2 separate regions of the Rattus norvegicus genome follow, and region 1 is linked to region 2. Evidence: chromatin contacts called from public HiChIP or PLAC-seq data. All regions are on one chromosome and are shown on one strand. Each heading gives the region's core, a stretch centred on a gene start, on an enhancer-like site or on the middle of the called end of the contact. The rest is flanking DNA. Distances are from core to core; before and after follow the strand shown. Region 1 holds the start of Lias (lipoic acid synthetase). Region 2 holds the start of Ube2k (ubiquitin-conjugating enzyme E2K).

Region 1 (6,718 bases), core at 4,154-6,653, 180 kb after region 2:
CTTGCAAGCAAGTGAGTTTGATTCTCAGATCCCAGGCAAAGGTGGGAAGTCCTTTGTTGTGGTTTGCCCAGAAGTTACTGTATTTTGATGCTAATTCCACTGCCCCAACGACAGTAGCCTAGTCAAGGACTCAGAACTCAGGTGACTTCACCAGAACTACCTCTCCATTGAATTTGTAAAGTACTGGTGAGGAGCAGGTACAGGATAGAAGGAGGCCTATCATTGGAGGAGAAGAAAACATGGGCGGGAGAGAAGTTTTGAAGGAAGAGGAGGAGACTGAGGGAGAGGAGAAGAGAGGGAGAGAGGGGCAGAGGAGCCGTGACAAGTGATGTACAGAGCACTTGCCTAGGAAGTGCAAGGCCCTGGGTTCGGTCCCCAGCTCCGAAAAATAGAACCAAAAAAAAAAAAAAAAAAAAAAAAAAGATTCTGCTCTGCGTATTTACAGATTGTTATTAATGTTCTCAAGGGATGGATGGTACTGGGCTTTGTATGTTTAATCTTTTATTGAGGGTTTGAGTGTAGGAAAGTATGCAGCTGGGATGTGTTTCCGCTAAGATATCTAGCAGATATCTGGGGCACCGCGGCGTGGGCCTAGCGGGGTAAAAGACCAACAATACTTTTTTATTTTTATATTTTTACAACAACAGTCCTTTGACTTCCATACACATCTCCACATGTATGCAACCATTGTCGTAGTCGTCGTCGCCGTCATCAACAACAACAACAACAACAGAATGTCAGCCTAAAGCCAACCTGCAATCCTAGCACCAGAGAAGTTGAGACAAGATCATGAGTTCAGGGTCAGCCTGGGTTCCACAGTGCAACCAGAATTTAAATAAGAGATGGCTTAGTGTTTAAGAGGACTGTTCTTTCAGAAGACCCAAGTTCAGTTCCCAGCACCCACATGGAGTAAACAAGTGGCTATGCCCTCTACATGCACCTTGCTCACATACATAGGCACAAAATTAAGAATAATTAAGATGGGTGATGGTGCTCACTTGCGAGGCAGAGATAGGCAAATCTCTTGTGAGTTTGAGGCCAGCCTGGTCTACAGAGTGAGTTCCAGGTCATCCAGGGCTATGTAAAGAAACCCTGTCTCAAACAAACAAACAAACAAACAAACTAGAAATAAAGTCTAACCAGAGGTACCAGGTCTGTTGTATTGCTTTTCTTTACAACCTCATAGTTTGCAAAGATTCCTTACAACTCAATAATCAACAAGAAATGACTTGGAAAAAAGTTTTTGAGACAGGGTTTCTCTGTGTAGCCCTGAGTATCCTGTAACTCACTCTGTAGACCAGGCTAGCCTCAAGCTCAAGAAATCCACCTGCCTCTACCTCCTGAGTGCTGGGATTAAAGATGTGCACCACCACTGCCCAGCTAAAAATATATTCTTTTTTTAAGTGGCATTTTATTTATTTTGTGGGTATGGGTATGCACACGTGTGAGAACACTAGGACATGAGAGAATAGCATGTGAGAGTCGGTTTCCTCCTTCCACTGGTGGGTCCTGTGGGTTGAACTCAGGTTACCAGGCTTCACGGTACGTGACTTTACCCATTGAGCCATCTGGCTATTCAGGAGAAAGATGAAGGCACATCTGAGTGGGGTTCCACTGGAAGTACTGCTTGGTAAGTAGATGACACACAGATAGATACACAAGACATATAATTATGAAAAATATTTCCAAACATTAATGCAAACACATACCCTAAGGCACCAAAGAGTTCCATATCAGATACATGGAAGATCCAATAACAGATTAATTCAGAGAGGGTGAAGTCACATATGTGACAAGATCATCAGGGTCTCTCTGTGATTTTCATAAACTCATATGTGCTAAGAGTCTCACTGGGCATTCACAGTTCACGTTTTTAGGCTGAGGGTTTAGACATCTCCATACCATCCTGAACTAAGCTGTAGAGGCCAGGTTGCCTTACCATGATCGTGGCTGTGGCGGTGGCATATTCCCCACCTCCCCAACACTCTCCGATGTTTGGACATCGGGCTTCCTCACATACCTGTGAAAAAGGGAAACGATGCATCAGATTGAAAGGACCGACCTACCAACAATGGAGTATTAGGTTCTTTAGTGGTCCTTTTTTTTTGAGATTATTTTAGTAGCTGGGTGGTGATGGTGCATGCCTTTAGTGCCAGCACTTGGGAGGCAGCAGCAGGAGGATATGAAGGCCAGCCTGGTCTACGTAGTGAGCTCCAGGACAACCAGGGCTATGCACAGAAACACTGTCTCAAAAAACCAAAAAAGGGGATTGGGGATTTAGCTCAGTGGTAGAGCGCTTGCCTAACAAGCGCAAGGCCCTGGGTTTGGTCCCCAGCTCCGAAAAAAAAGAAAAGAGAAAAAAAAAAAAAAAGGAAAAACAAAAATTATTTTTATTATAATTTTGTATGTATAGATTTTTTTGCCTGCATGTATGCCTGTGATCCACATGCATGCCTTGCGTCAAAACAGTCCAGAAGAGAGTGAGTGTTAGATCCCCTGAAACTAGAGTTGATTTCATACCATAACTAGAGATGGTTATGAGCTGCCATGTGGGTGCTAGGAATCAAACCTAGGCTCTCTGGAAGAACAGTCAGTGCTCTTAACCACTGAGCCATCTCTGCAGCCCACAGTCAGATTATCTAAACGACTGCCTATGCTTCCCACAGAGTTCAGAAGAAATTAATCACCTTTTTTTGTCTTGTAGGAAAATTAGACTTGGCTTTTACACACGAGACGACACTGGGATGCACTCCCACCCTAATCGTCTATGTACCTTTTAATTACTGTTGAGAACACTTCACTTTTCATCTTTATCTGCTCTCTTTGCTGCTTTTATACACTCATCAATCAATTCTTTCTCATCTCATCTGGCACCACCCATTTTATAATCTGAGTACCCGGGAAGGTAAGGCAGGAGAATCACAAGTTTGTGAACAAACAGGCCTATACAGTGAGTTCCAGACCAGCCTATGCCACCTAATGAGACTGTATCTCAAAAAACAAAAACAAAAACAAACAAAAAAAACAAAAAAAAAACCCAAAACAAAACAAAACAAAAAACCCTCAAAAAAAAAAAAACCCTTTACAAATATGGGGAAACAGTACAGATGCTGGGTGAGACAAAGAGGAAATACACTCTTACTGTGTGGAGATTTAAATTCCGCAACGTATTTTTCAGCTTATTGTAATTTTTACCCATGGGTATCTTTGTCTTTAACCACGGAGGTAGTCTTAACCTAGGGAAAGCCAGAGAGAACGGTCCATTACCAACCTGTGGAAAGCATGTACCTTTGCTCTAGCAGATTCCCAGGATAGCCTTTTCCATATTTCTGAACTAACTCATTTCCTTTATAGTAATAAGAACAAAGACTCAAATTTCGGTCTGTTTAAGCTGCTTTAGAAAACACTGATAATGGAGTCGAAGTGGGTGCAATGCTTATAGCTACCTTCAAACGTACATTGCTATACTGTTCTAATTAAAGGAAGGATATGCCTTTTAGCATATTCTTCCCTGTGAATACTACAAATTACTACAGTAACTCAGAATAAGGAAAGAACCCAAGTGCACACTATCTATCCTGCATTCTAGGCTCTAGTCATTAATAAGGGAGACAATTTGCTAATTTCAGTGGTTCACATCTGTGTTGCTACAATTTAATCCAAATAGGTAGGAGAATCAGGAGTTCAAGGTCAAATCTAACTACATAGTAATTTCAAGGCTAGCCCAGACTATATAAACTCTGACTTAAGCCATGAAATGAAAAAAACCAACAAAAAAGACAGGTCTAACCTTTGGAATGGAAGCTATATCCCTAGTTTTCCCTGATCTAGAAGCTGTTTGAGAAGTATTTTTTTATTTATTCATTTTATTTATATATGAGTACACTGTATCTATCTTCAGACACACCAGAAGAGGGCATCAGATCCCATTACAAATGGTTGTGAGCCACCATGTGGTTGCTGGGAATTGAACTCGGGACCTATGGAAGAGCAGTCAATGTTCTTAACCACTGAGCCATCTCTCCAGCCCCCTGGATAAGTATTTTTAGCTTCCCCCCCCCCCCCCCGGAGCTGGGGACCGAACCCAGGGCCTTGCGCTTCCTAGGTAAGCGCTCTACCACTGAGCTAAATCCCCAGCCCCTGGATAAGTATTTTTGAAAACAACACTGTACACCAAATCCCCACCACGCTTCTGTTACTATTTGCTTATTGTGTGTTATGAATCTGGCATCCAAAGCCTTCTGTATGCAGGCAACTGTACATCATCAAAAACAAACAAACAAACAAAAACCAAACCAACTAAATAACCATAGGCTATATGTAAACTTTCTCAGGAAAGGAACATTAGAGCTGGGGGTGGAGGTATACACTTTTAATCCCAGCGCCTGGGATCTCAGGCAGGTAGATCTCAGTTTTGAGGCCAGCCTGGGTTAGGGTTTCATGGAGAAACTATCTCCAAAAACCCAAATAAATAAATAAGGTAAATAAATAGGTTTATCAAGAGGAAAACCTATACTTTCTCAAGTAGACGCTAGATATAAAATGGGATATGGCAGTATAAAATGGTCAGGTCATTTTATGAAGGACAAAGAAAAATGGTCAAAGGGTGCAGAAAAATCTATTCAAAGCTTGATTAAAAACAGTGCACAAAATCAAAATGGTCTCTCATATTCAATTACCTTTCTCCTTTCTGGCGCTTTAAGTTTCCTTTATAATCATCCCAGGTACTCTTGTCTGCAAGATCACCAGATACAAAATCTTGAAGGTCTGGCCCATTATGCAAAAATTTCTTTTTCTCATCTGGCAAAGAACTTAATGCTCTAACCGAGCACGCATATCTTCCAAATATCTACAGAAAGCCAAAGAACTGATTCAGAAATTATGTAAAACGATTTAACTACTCATCAGAATCTGAAAAAGGCTCAGGGTGGAAGAACCGCAAGCCACAAACATGTAATCTAGCACTCAGAGGAGGCAGAGTGAGGAGGACTCTAAGAATTGATCTAAGAATTTAGTTTCAAGCCAGCCTAGGTTACAGGGACCCTGATGGACACTCAGCCCTGACGAATGGGAAAAAGTAGGGATCAGATCAAATATAACTGCTAAATATAGATCAGAAAACCTTAGGAAGTGGCTTAACATGCCACATCTTCATGTCTTCTATTCCTAAGACGGGTATTAAAAATATGTTAACAAGTTTGCAATACTTAAGATATGCCACGGCTTTAAAAAAGATATCTGGAACGATTTCCCTGGTTTTGAACTTGAGATAAGCAATGGCGTTCCTGTCGCTCACCCGGGACCCCAGGCTGCGAGCTGCATCCCAGCAGCGTAAAGCCATCCCCTCTTTTAGATCTTAGGAGGGTCAAGGGACCGAGGAACCAGCACCCCCGGAACAGGACGGGTCTCAAAGTCCGTCGCTTTACTTATGACGCAATACGCGATCGTCGAACCTGCGCGACTCGACTAGCTCGGTGATCGAGTAGTTTTGCCTTAAACCGTCGCTCGGTCGTGACGCAACACGCCAGCGCCCTGACGGATTACAAGAACGTGATGACGAAGGACGTTCTCTCTTTGCCCCATCTACTGCGAGGTGAGGAGGTTAGGGCCTGCGTTCCTTTGGAATCTAAACCCATCCTCTCTTGGGGACCCCAGCGGCATGGACCCGATGCCCCGAATCTTTGTCCCGACTGTCCCCCTGCACGACATACGCCCTTTGGATTTGGTGGCGCGAGCTAGAAGTTGCGTTCGGGCTTTCAGTCCCACCCCGGCCGCAGCCATTCCGCCATGGCTCGCCGTCCCGGACTTCCTAACACTTCTCTGGTGCCCGCTCATTCCCGACCCATGCACCCCCAGGCCACTCCTTGTCACGGACCCACTCGTGTCTTGCCGGCTTGCTTGTCTTCCTAGCTGGCGATTTCCGTTTGGAGCGGAACTGTGCTCGGTGTCTGGTGTAGAACGTTCCCTGCTCCAGCCTTCTTACCCGGGTGTTTGTGTTTCAGAATGAAGACCATTCTCAGCAATCAGACTGTCGACATTCCAGAAAATGGTAGGTGGCTTCACGCTTTGCTCTGACATATTTCTTGCATGCTCTAGTCCCTTGCCTGGGGTCTCACGAGTTCATCTTCTCTTCTAGTCGACATCACTCTGAAGGGGCGCACAGTCATTGTGAAGGGCCCCAGAGGAACTCTGAGGAGGGACTTCAATCACATCAATGTAGAGCTGAGTCTTCTTGGAAAGAAAAAGAAAAGGGTAAGAACTTCAGTATCTTCTGATACTTCAGGTGTTTGTAACAGCATGAGGCTTGGTGCCTTTGGCCGGGCGAGGTGGCACACATCTTTAATCCCAGCACTGGGGGGAGGCAGAGGGGTGACTTTGAACAATACCGATTGGGTGCTTGAAATTAGGATTTAGCTTCAGTGAAATTATAAAGTCAAATCCAATGCTGGGAAGCCGGGTAACAGATGTTCCCCACATGTGGCTGAGTGGCTTTTCAGACTCAGTTCTTCTCTGAGTGAACTTGGTTGTGTTCTCAGGGTTTAGGGGTGAGGTATACCGTCCCTCTTGTGTCCTGAGCAAGTGACACTGTGACATACAGTGCATTTGTGTCTTTTGAATGCTCTTGTATGCACCAGGTAGAAATGCTGTTTTAATTCTAAAGTTTTGTTCTGTTACAGCTCCGTGTTGACAAGTGGTGGGGTAACAGGAAGGAACTGGC
Region 2 (6,606 bases), core at 2,683-5,182:
TACATGGACTGACCCTGGACTCCAACTGCATAGGTAGCAATGAATAGCCTAGTAAGGGCACCAGTGGAAGGGGAAGCCCTTAGTCTTGCCAAGACTGAACCCCCAGTGAACGGGATTGTTGTGGGGAGGGCGGTAATGGAAGGAGGATGGGGATGGGAACACCCATATAGAAGGGGAGGAGGAAGGGTTAGGGGGATGTTGACCTGGAAACTGAGAAAGGGAATTACAATTGAAATGTAAATAAGAAATACTTAATTTAGTAAGGAGAGTAGAAAATTTAGTAATTTAGTAGAAAAAAAGAAATTCAATCCAACAATCACTTGTACACACGTTTGTTTTTAAACCAGTATGTAAGTCTGCTATATCTAATCCACTTCAGAACCCCATAAGCACACTAAGTAATCCTCACAAAACAGAAGCTTACATAACTGGAAAAAAATTCTATTAGAGAATATTACAAGTTCTCAGAAAACTATAAGAAATCATTGTAAAATCATAATAGGTATCCTGAGCATAAATATAAATCATATGATATACACTGATTTAATTTATATCACTGAACTTCAAATATAAAAATACTTTATGTTGAAGTTCAAGTAAATATTTATAAGTGCCATGCAATGAGATTATACTAACATTAACTTGTGCTTAAATGCTTTAACAAGTAGTACAAAATATTACAAGTAATAAAAATGTAGGCTCAATTTTAATAATTAAAAGTATGCCTAGCCGGGCTAGAGAGATGGCTCAATGGTTAAGAGCACTGACTGTTCTTCCAGAGGTCCTGAGTTCAATGTCCAACAACCACATGGTGGTTCACAACCATCTGTAATGAGATCTAGTGTCCTCTTCTGGTGTGTCTGAAGACAGCTACAGTGTACCTATATATAATAAATAAATCTTTAAAAAAAAACAAAAACCTCTTTCGCTTTCAGACAGGGTTTGTGTTAACAACCCCAGTCATCCTGAAACTCCCCCTGTGTACCAGAGGAACCCTGACTCTTCCTCCTAAAGGGGTGCACCCACCACCCATCTATTTCTGGCTTTTGAGGCATGATCTATGTATCCCTGGCCACACTAAATGGAACTCAGAGATCTGCCTGCCTCTGCTTCTCCCGTGCTGGGATCAAAGTGTGCTCTGACAGGTCAGTTATCTTTACAAAGGCACTTAAAACAGGCAAAAAGGAAATCAAGTTGTAAGACCCACCAAAACACTACCAAATGAATTAAACCTGTATGACACGGTGAATTAATGACTTGACCAACTACTCAAAAGCTCATATTTAGGGTTGGGGATTTAGCTCAGCGGTAGAGCGCTTGCCTAGCGAGCGCAAGGCCCTGGGTTCGGTCCCCAGCTCCGAAAAAAAAAAAAAAAAAGCTCATATTTACGCACTTAAAAGGGAAATATGTAGACTGCACTATGGGTTCTTCACTCAGGTGAAATCAACACAACCTATCTAGGGAAATGAAATAAAATACTGGTGAGGATAAAGCTAACTGTTGGCTGTGGTTTTTTACAATATTAAATTTTATCTGATCTTTTCCAAAATATTCTTTGCAACTTACTTCCTTGAACTGAATTCCCTGCTAGGTTTTTAAGGCACCATTCTTGAACTCATATTTCCTATTTCCTTCCTGAGAACCATTGACAATGTTTTTAACCAGAGGAGGAGCTTTTATCCGATTTGCACACTTGGGTGTAGAGGTCAAAGAGAAACCTTCTAGCATGTGGGTCTGAATCTGAACTCGGTCATCAGGCTCCTCAGCCATCAATTAAATAGTAGAACAGTAAATGGAGCTGGCCACTCAGCCCATCAGTTAAATAGTAGAATAGTAATAATATGTACTACTAGAGTCATACAAATGCCGATAATCTTCAACTTAAACACCAAATGCCATGGTGAAAAGTCAGACCACACAAAGCAAAGAGGGTATATCAATTTTCAGGGCAGTAACTTGACACTTTTAGATAAAAGAAAGCATGAGAGGTCTAAAGACCCATACAACCTTATTATAGAATACATGTTGTAGGTTGTTAACAACATAAGAATATACAACGACCCCAAACTAAGTTTGCTTATTAAAGAAAAAGTTTAAATAAATCACCATTAAAAATGTGAATACTGTCATTCATATTGTTTCTGCATTGTTTCACAAAAATACAAAGTCATCCTTCCATTCAGAGTTTTGGCAAATGAATACAGAGGTCAGAGTTCATGCTACGTAAGACAGATCCCTACGTATTTCTTAGTATGCTCACTAACGCTGCTAACATTGTCACTTCAATTTTAAGTGACTTTCTTCATGTCTACTTGGAACGATGGATAATTGTCTGCAAGCTTGGGGGCACAATAAAGCTGGAGAGCTACAAGATTTCTAACAATTTCTCATATGCTTAAAATGACGAATTTTAAAAATCATTAATGACATTATCAGAGTACCAAGCAAGCATAATAGGAAAACTGTGAACCTTGAAAAAAATAATTACTTTCAGAATTGTTAAGTTCAATCATAGAAAAACTGGCATTTTTGTCGATTTAGCACTTTTATAGCAGAGTAAAATTATTACTTTCAATATTTCACATAAATAAATCTGGTAAGCATTAATATGCTTAAAATTTGCAGGACTTACAGGCAGTCAGAGTTTTATTTTTTAAATATGCTATTTCCTGATATATTTTGTGACAGAAAAATAAACCTAACTCAATAATGAGCTACAACAATGTGTATCTGATGAAATCCCTTGGTTTTAATAGGCCTCTTTTTAAAAGTAAGACTCAAGTTAACTATGAGGGACATCATAATGAAGTTTCACAGTACAACACTAGTCACAGAGGCATTACCCTAGGAGAGCCTCTCTGATACGGGTGAACAGTATTTTGAAATAAGCTACTCACACACTCCCATTATTCTTCCTATTTCAAATCATTTAATTAACAAACAACTTGCCTTTGACTAGACAAAAAGCTTTAAATATCAGTGAGGAGGCCTAGTTACTTACTGGCTGGGTACGTAGAAAAGAGATGACTATCTAATTTGGAATTATTTTTTTATCTATAGTGAAAATTGTTTCAACACCCCTTCCCAATTCAAGAATGCCCATTATGTCTCCATAGATCCCCCAGCACTGTACCGTAAGGGAGCAACTGAAAGTCTTCTCGTCTATACCTAAAGACTGTGAAGGCTCCTTCCCCAAGGAAAAGACAGCAAAGGCCTGGCAGGCAATATCCCCAGTACCCCTGAAAGCGTGGGCCTGTGAGGTGCGCTGCTGCCGGGGATCTAGTTACTACCTTTCCCCTTCCCCCAACCCACTTCCCGGGTTTTCTCGGCCTGTTCCTTCCCCACCGTACAGTCACACTTCCAGATGTTGTTGCCGCCGCCTCGGGGCTCTCTCTAGAGCTCACGTGCCCGGGACGAGTGCTTCGGCATCTGCCCCCCAAACCCTGTTCCTCCCCAGGCCGGCCGGCCGCCCGCGAGACCGCCTATCCCAGGGCCCGGGGAGGGGAGGGAAAGGCGGCGGGAGGAGGAGGGGAGACCGCCGCTTCCCCATAGGCAGAAAGGCGGCCGCAGCGAGGCCGGCTGGGACCGCCGGGGTCGCGGAAGGAAGGGCCCTGCCGCCCTGGGCTGAGATGGGGGTGTCCGGTAGCTCATTCCTGACCTCCTCGCTCTTCAGCACCTCCTTGAACTCCCGCTTGATTCGCTGCACCGCGATGTTGGCCATGTCTCTGCCCGCAGCTGATTCGTACCCGCCTCCTCCGCCACCGCTACGACCACCGCCACCGCTGCCACCTCTTCCTCCACCGCCTCCTCCCTCAGTGATTCAGACCCGAGCACACGAACGCTGCCACTGCCACCCTTGCCGTCGCGTTCCCCCTCAGTGTAGAATCACCTCCGCGCCCGGCCACCAAAATGGCGCCGGGTCCGCGCATGCGCACCACGCTGACCCGGGCGGGCGGCGCAGCCGCTCCAGTGGTAGCCCCATACGTCTCAGCAGCGAGCCCGCGCCGCGCGTCTCAGCCGGGGCTTCGGCCGCGTGGCTCCGCCCTGCCGGCGGCTGGGGCCAGGAGGGTGCGGTTTCTGTGCCGGTCCGCGGGGTTTGGGCCTGCGGGGTCCTCCCCTGCCCCTCGGCCCCCTTTACGGTGAGGCCTCCAGTCCCTAGCCACGGACCCGAGGTGGGAGCCCCGCCTGGCGGGTTCCCGGGGCCCCAGCCGGGCTGAGCCTCGCTCTAACTCGGCCAGACCCAGAACCCACGGGCTAGAGGTGCCTCCCTGTGTCTAGCGGAGGAAAAAACTATGCAGGAACTGGGTCCTGCCCAGCGTCCGTTGGTAAACCCCCGGGATATCCACTGCCGTAGCTTTTGTTCTGGAACCATGATAACGCAACTATTATTCGGTCATCTCAGGTATTACAGATTTTTAAGGTTGTGTAATGGTTGCGTCCCACGGGTTGTAATTGATACAGGTGTTGCCGGGGACAGGCCTGTGATGAGTTTAAAAGCCAGAAGTTAAATCTTTGACCTGTTTAGATAGTCAATGCTGAGCTGTAGAACTAACATGTTTTTCAAACTTGAACGCACCTCGGAATCCCTGGAGAGCTGGTTAGATTACTAGGACCTATCCCTAGAGTCTGGATGGGGCTAAGAATTTGCATTGCGAGCAAACTCCCTGCTGCCTGTTTTTCAGCGACCACGCTGTGAGAATGGCTGAATTAAGCATGTGAAAGTCTGTATAATTTATAGTGACAGTTGGAGAAATAGAAGGCCGAAAGAACTTTAGACCTACAAAGGTTTTTGGCGCTCGTAGATGTCAATAAGCAGTGAGTGAATATAATTGAGTGGAGAAAAGATGACCGAGTAAAATGTTTTAATTGAGCAACAACGTTGAGAGGCTATTTGAAAGTGGTTAGTAGAGTTTAAAACAAATAACGGAATGTAGATGCTGAGGAATACTTTTGAAAATAACATTGTGAAATAATGAAGGTATTATTTTAGGAGTATGTTTCATGTATTCACCTAATCAATCAGTTCAGTATTCCATCATAAGACTAATACGAGCTGAATGTAGTGGTATAGGCTTGTAATCCTAGATTGGGAGACAGAAGCAGGAGGATCATGAGTTCGAGAGAAACCAGTCTAAGAGTGCTCCCACTTCTCTCCTATATCCGTTGCCAGCTGCGGTTCCCTCGTCTGTGAAATGAGGAGGTTGTTTAAACTTAAGAGTTCAAAATTCTGAAACATCTCAAAGCCTTTCCCTGAGTAGACAGACATAAATTATAAAAGATCTTATAGCAGAGCCCTCTAGTGGTTATAAGGACCGTCAACTATATACTGAACAACTGAACACTACAAAGGATTTTTGCTATGATATAAATCTAGAAATGTTGTAGGTATCTATGCCAATACAACCTAAAACACTTTCTATCCCACTCTGTCCAACCTCAAGAAACAACGACACTCAGACAGGGGCTACTAGTTATAAAGGTCCGGTGATTTCTTTGAAAGAAAGGATTCTTTTCTGTGCTGAAGCTTGAACCCAGGGCCTGTGCGAGCCAAGTATGTGAACTATGACTGCCCTATAGTTCAGCCAAGTTGAATGGGTGTGTGTGTTTATGTGTACATACAACCTAGGCTGACCACAAACTGAAACCTTGTCTGACTCAGCTTCCCCAGTGCTCAGTCTACAGACAGACTCCTCCACACCAGACCAAAGTTTGTGAATTTTTTTAATGCAAGTAATTATTTAACTACAATGCCACTTTTCAAATTCATTCTATTAACATTCTAGGGAACCAGAGAATGTAACTAGTGATGTCTGAATAGTTTCCTGAGTAGTGCTGTAACAATGTTAATGTCTTGGTCTTGGCAAAGCCCCATAATTTTCAACCTTCACATTAAAGAAGGTGAGTAAAGAGTGTATTTAAATCTCTGCTATCTTTGCAGCTTATCTGTAAATCATAATTCTAAACTGACTTACTCCCTTAACCCCAGCTTCTTGGCAAGTTTGAGGTAGCCTAGAGAAAAACTTCTGGTCAAGAGAATGGAATCTGTAGTCTGGGTTGGAGACCTGACATTCCAGCTGGGCTGGTTCAGTAACTGGCAAAGGGACCACCTTAAGCCATACTAGAGAGATAGGTGGAATAATTAGTTCTTTAATGAGATACTGTACTTTTCCATCCCAGAATCTCCACCCCTTGTGCAGTATCTTAGGAGCTGAGTGGCAGCTCTGCTTGTAAGTCTGCCGACTGTCCAAATATGACTTTTCTTCTTTCCATTTGCTTAATGCATTGCTTTTCCTTGATACACGTTCTCTTTCTCCCAATACTTTGGGCCTCCTCACTCTTTCTGTAAGGCTTGCCACAGATGGCTGCTTGTTCTCCATGTGTCTGACCTCCATGTCACCTTAAATGGCTCCCTGCCCCCTTATCTCCTGATAGGTGCTGAAATCTAGAGCTTGCCTGCCCTGGGGTTTTTCTTTTCTTTTTGTTTTTGAGACAGGGTCTCAATGTAGCTTTGGCAGGCCCAGAGCTCATGGTAGGCCAGGCTGGCCTCAGAAAAGATTCACCTGCCTCTGCCTCCTGAATACTGGCGACATTAAACACACACCTCTT

Evidence for each region. HiChIP or PLAC-seq counts read pairs in DNA pulled down with a chosen protein or histone mark.
Region 1: an H3K27ac HiChIP or PLAC-seq map of oligodendrocytes shows a contact between it and region 2, with 2.7 times the contacts expected there. The contact joins the promoter of Lias here to the promoter of Ube2k in region 2.

What each region holds. Positions count from the first base shown.
Region 1 is chr14:43,242,020-43,248,737 of GRCr8, forward strand. Lias (lipoic acid synthetase) reads right to left here and starts at 5,404. Exons shown (of 10, transcript NM_001012037.1): 1 at 5,297-5,404; 2 at 4,680-4,849; 3 at 3,143-3,236; 4 at 1,940-2,020. The coding sequence starts at 5,341. All of the region lies in intron 1 of Rplp2l3 (ribosomal protein lateral stalk subunit P2 like 3), which reads right to left. Rpl9 (ribosomal protein L9) reads left to right here and starts at 5,571. Exons shown (of 8, transcript NM_001007598.3): 1 at 5,571-5,593; 2 at 6,003-6,049; 3 at 6,137-6,252; 4 at 6,678-6,718. The coding sequence starts at 6,004.
Region 2 is chr14:43,068,282-43,074,887 of GRCr8, forward strand. It overlaps Ube2k (ubiquitin-conjugating enzyme E2K), which reads right to left and starts at 3,933. Exons shown (of 7, transcript NM_001106006.1): 1 at 3,659-3,933. The coding sequence starts at 3,721.